2 separate regions of the Anas platyrhynchos genome follow, and region 1 is linked to region 2. Evidence: chromatin contacts called from public Hi-C data. All regions are on one chromosome and are shown on one strand. Each heading gives the region's core, a stretch centred on a gene start, on an enhancer-like site or on the middle of the called end of the contact. The rest is flanking DNA. Distances are from core to core; before and after follow the strand shown. Region 1 overlaps SCFD2 (sec1 family domain containing 2). Region 2 overlaps SCFD2 (sec1 family domain containing 2).

Region 1 (2,700 bases), core at 117-2,616, 87 kb before region 2:
GTAAGGTTACCCCACAGCAAGTGATCACAGGAAAATGCTCTAAATCAGTAGAAGAAATGTAACTGAGGAGCTTCGCTTCACCCTGTATTAGCTGTCCAGCTCCTTTGGCATAAAGGAGAGGGATGACCCAACCGTGATTTCGGAAAGGTGGGTGCTGTGAAAGAGCCTCATCTCAAGCTGCAGGCAGTTGCACTGAAATACAAATGCACAGAGGAGGTTCTTTGAAGTACTCCCTCGCAGCTGTACATCTGATTACAACTTGCAAATGCTTTAGGGTTCACAGGTTTCCTTCGCTGTGCCTTTCCCAAACACACACAGCCTTGAGGGTGATGCCAACCACAAGTTACTGGCACTCTTTCAGACCCCTATCAACCCCTCCATTAACTGGAAAACAGGCAAACTTCAAGCTAACAATTTCAATCCTGCTATTTTCCTTACGGTTAAAATAGGCATTTCCTGAAAACAGATCTCGGCGTTATCTGTCCTGAAGATCATATGTAAACTCTTGAAGAATATTCAGGAAATATAAATATAACAAAACTCATGCCAGTCTGACCTTGCTTGTTAATAAGTATGTAGAGCATATGTTTATGCATAACTCTGAGGTTGTACTTGCACAATCAAATTAACCTTTGGACTGCTGGTGTTCAGCCATAATTTACTGCATCTAGTTTTCAATTGCATATACAGTGCTGATAATACCACAGAAATACTATCCCATAAAAATTGTAAGGCCTGATAACAAAGCTGATAATGGAGCGGAGTGTTTCACTTCCACTACAAAAACATAATTATCATTGTATACCCATAATCGGTTGTGTCTGCAGCAGAAGAAAAAATGTTTTTATTTGCAGCCTTTGCTAAAACACCATCTAGAAATACTGCAATGGGGGTAGGAGGGAAGAAGGAGAAGGGGGAGAGGAAGAGACAAGTCGGTAACTACCCCCAGACACTGATTTAATTTAAAAAGGCAGTAGCTTGGGCCACGGCATTGTTCCTGAGTTCCCCAAGTTAGTTCCACACCGCTGCTAATTACTGCTTGAATGCAATGTGCTGCGCAGAGGCTACAGAGGTCACGTCTCCGCAGCCTGCCCCCGAGTGCCACGATCCTGCTGAGCAAGCAGAGAGCTGCTCTTCCCACACCTCCGATGAGGGGTGCTGGGGTGCAAGAGGCAGCCCCCGTCCGTCCGAGCCACATCCACGGTGACGGGACTTGACAAGGGCTTCCCCTCGTCCGATTGAGCACCGACAGCACATCTAATGCGAGGAGACACGGGTAGTTGCTCCAGACTAGCCCGTGGAGTGTGAGCAGCCATCTCCACCCGCTGTGCCCATACGTTAAACCAACAAGCGGGATCTCCCTGACCTCTGTCTTCCCGAGGATAACAGGCACAGTTGCAAAGCCTTTCAGCAGAACATGTTCAACAGGACTAGGTTAAGAGTAAAACTGCGTTTCCCCGTGCCACAAAACCCACTGCAGCAGACGGAAACCCAACCCAGCTCCTACATTCACTGCTGTCTCCTCCCTGTGTGGCTGTGGCTGGGAACATGCTTAATTTTGGGGCAAGCGAAGGGGCTGTGGGTGTGTTGCAGCAGCACAGCGAGGGGCAGCTGGCTGTGTAAGAGCCAAGCCACTCGTACAGCCCCCGGGCAGAGGAGAGCAGGCAGGCTGCCTTCTCTCACCCAAAATGTTCAACAGGCTATGTTAAGAATAAAGAGGGAAAGGCTCTTCCCTTCAGATTTTGACATACTTCTACTCTTTATTACTCTCATTCTCATCACGTTTGAGCTTGAAGTTTGCTGTTTTTACTCACATCCTGAATGTGGACCAATTTATCTGCTTATTTTGTCCATTCCTGCTGGTAAAAAACCAAGCTGCCACTTTTTACACCAATGAGATTTCATGTTAATTCTGGGGATAGAAGATACTGAGAAATTTTGTTCTCAGTTATAGACTATCTGTAGAAGTACCTAAAGGTCACATCGTGCTTAAAAACAAAATTTGGCTCTCAAAATGGTTGTCATGGTCCCTGCATGGCAATGTTTCCATGGCCTGGTGGGTATTTGTGTTACATAAATAATAGCCACCTCTTTCCATATGAAGCCCTGTAAGCAGTGAATCTCAACTGCAATCTCAAAAACAAAACAAAACGAAACATAAATACCCTGTTTATGATGATAAACAAAGATGACAGAGGTAATGGAATAACAACTGTGAATGGTGTTTCTTCTCAGATTTCACAATGTTTAGCTGGTCTTCCTTTGGCATGTGCTGCATTGGCTGGCAGGGAAAAGAAAATCTTCCTTTCCATTAAATAAACTCACTATTTTATTACAGTTAATACTAAATGGTAGAATACCAGAAGATGTAGTTTGCTGTAATTAACTTAGAAATTACCTTAAAATAAACCCTGTGATACCATTAAAATGAAACAATCTTCCATAACCAAGCTCAGTATTTAACTTTAAAATATTAGTTCTAGGGGAGAGAAAATTCAAAAAAACTCAATAAACCATTTCCCTTTCAAATAATCTTTTAATAGCGTAGGAATTTCTTACCAAAGCAATGCATCACCGCATGAATGTTTTGATAAAGATGTTGTTTTAATCGCTCGCTATTACTTGAAGCACATATGGCACACTAAGGTGTGTGCTTAAATATGATGTTCTCAGCACAAAACGGTGAGGGCAAATCTGCAG
Region 2 (2,700 bases), core at 125-2,624:
TAAAATCAATGGGTACAAATAATGCATGAATATATTTGCACGAGACATTAAGAAACATATTGCTGAATCAATCGATCTTCCAGTGCTGGAGACAAGAGTGGAGGCAAACAAATTTAGCTTTTTCTAAGGCAGGGCTTGACAGGTGTATTACGAGCAGCTGCATAAATGCTCGTAAGACTGAATTAAGTACAAATGGTCCCCTTCAAACCTTCACTCCTAAGGTAGTTGATTTGCAAACATACAGGGACATACAGACATTGAATTCCACCTCCAACTTTCAAGATTTAGGGCAGATCCCAAAAGAACTACAGAGCAGTTTGCCAAGTTTTTAAATTACAGAAGTGGTACCCTATATTAAGAAAAAAATAACAGTCAACACAAATTATTTTTTTGTTAATTATGAAGGTAGCAACAGTGAAAACTAACACATGCAATGGCTATACCACATAGAAAATGCACAGTTAATACCACACGCACAAATGATGATGTGTAGTAGGGAAGTAGCAGTTCTACTACTAGCACAGCTGATGGTTTAAGTTGGACATACTGAGGCAGAAATTACCAGCAATTTACCATATTAAAGATCTGTCAAAAGTCTGTTTTTCAGTAGTAAAAGTAGCCTGAGTGGGAGAGACAGACTTTCACCTCAAAAGTTAAACCAAATGTTAACCAGACAAACTGCATATGTAGACATCAAGACACAACTCGACGCTATGATGTTTTTCCACCTTAAATTAATGCTGCAGCATATGTAGTATAATGCAGGCATCACTTCAAACAATAATTATTTTTCAAGATAGATTTACTAGTAAATTTTTAAAATTCAGAATCCCAAAGTGTTTTTTTTTTTTTTAACATAAAGATTTATGGATGAATGAGGTGTCTAAAGAGCAAAGGTCAGAAATATCAACGCGCTGTTCCAAACATACAGTCCTTATTTCTTCATCTAACACTTAGTTAATTATCTCCACAGGGACAAGAAAACAAGTAAAGAGGAAAGTACATTTTGTGACCAATTGAATAAATAAGTGGATGCTTTTCCAAGACTCCAGGAACCGCCAAATACGCATAGCTTTAAACTTAGTTCAATTTCATGCGAGAACGCTGTTCGAGCTTCACTGGCTGGAGCACTACTGCCGAGGTCCATTTTTCACTTGACAGAGCCCCGAATAAGAAATTATCTTGGAACGCATACGTTCACAGACTAGACTTTTTAAAGGCTGAAAAATTCCAAATAAATTGTTTTCTTTATCTGTAATTTTTAATTTTAAGAATATAGATCTGTCCTTCCCGGTAGCTTGCCCCTGTTCACATCCAATGCCGGATACTCCTGAGGAATGCAGAAAGATCTCAGAATCCATGAGGCCAATTGGGCAACGGTGCTGCCAAGGGAGTTGGATATTTTGCAAACTGAGAGCAATTTAGTAGGACAGATGACGCCCCTTCATGGCTCCACATTGGTGTAATTTCCAGATGTTATTCTTATTAACACAACATGTTTTTGTACTTCTTCATGGATTTCAATATCACTCTTTAACAGCAAATACCATGAAAATAATTCAGGTCTTGAAATTAGTTAATTTCAAAAGTCACCCAGTCCTTGAATTGCTAATAAAGAAGAGAACACCACCTACTCCCTCCTTCTTTGGAGAGACAGAAGATAGGCCATGATGGGATACGGTCTGGATGACTTTTCCAAAGGAAGGCCCCGAACCTGAAGAGCACTAAAACCTTAGAGCAGGCCGAAGCAGATGTGACAGGCGTATTTCTAATAGCATATGCTCATCTCCCACAAACACAAACCCTTCTGCTCTGGTTGATGGTCACCTGTTGCCTTCTTTCTTCACAACTGCAGGAGCAGCAGAGCGAAGGTCCTTCAGGGAGGCAAGGCCTCTTGCCTGTCACGTCTGAAGTCATGTAAACCCAGGGCGTTTGAGGACATAGAAGCAGAAGGTGAATTCCTGGATGGGGAAGAAAGGGTTGGAGTGGGAAGTTGCAGTGTGGATTTGTGGGGCCAGAGCGTATGGGAATATGAGGTGAGGGTGCCTGGTTCAGAAACTGAAGATCTCGTATTCTTCATGTCACTAACCTGAAGGAGGCACGGGACCAGAAACCCACTTCACCCCTCACATACACACACAGCACTGTGGTAGTGGAAGCTGCTGCCATCACTGTCACTGTTGACAGGAAACAACCATCAGTTTTGACACTATTTTCAAAATTTTTACATAAAACAAAAAGCAATCAGGTAATTGGGAGAAATATAATTAAAGCACTCTAATAATCACCATGTTCAGTTCTAAGTACCTAAATGCAGACGCCTGGGTATGGGCCCGCGTTACATTTTACGATTCCTAGGTTATCTAGGGTTTCCAGTTTCCCAGCACATTCAGAATGACTGGACAAACACGACTGACAACTTGGGTGTCTTGAAATGAATTAAGAATTTTGCATTTTAGTCACTCAGAGTTTAAATGCATGGCAATTTGAACCTATTATTACTTTTTTTTTTTTTAAACATACTCTATCATTCAGTATCCTCTTCTGACTTAACACACTATAAACAAAACATAACCATTTCTATCTGCTGACTACAGTATTTCCCAGTTGCCTTCCTAAGCATCAAAACAAATTCAGAACTGTATGAATAAGTAGGTAAAAGCTTCCAGAATTAAGCATCTTAGGGGTAACTGCCTATAT

The links. Hi-C and Micro-C count contacts between places; a contact is called where the count stands out from the background.
Region 1: a contact with region 2 is called in a Hi-C map of skeletal muscle, with 2.5 times the contacts expected there. The contact joins two enhancer-like sites. A contact is called at or near these places in 3 of 8 Hi-C or Micro-C datasets (F1 follicle, skeletal muscle and subcutaneous adipose tissue).

The regions. Positions count from the first base shown.
Region 1 is chr4:52,280,692-52,283,391 of IASCAAS_PekinDuck_T2T, reverse strand. The region is part of intron 5 of SCFD2 (sec1 family domain containing 2); the gene reads right to left. Among named protein-coding and RNA genes, the nearest start is that of RASL11B, 61 kb to the left of the region's middle. Within about 2 kb of position 1,366, at least 4 of the 8 cell types and tissues checked have an H3K27ac peak or open chromatin away from gene starts, as enhancers often do.
Region 2 is chr4:52,194,120-52,196,819 of IASCAAS_PekinDuck_T2T, reverse strand. The region is part of intron 3 of SCFD2 (sec1 family domain containing 2); the gene reads right to left. Among named protein-coding and RNA genes, the nearest start is that of SCFD2, 48 kb to the right of the region's middle. Within about 2 kb of position 1,374, at least 1 of the 8 cell types and tissues checked has an H3K27ac peak or open chromatin away from gene starts, as enhancers often do.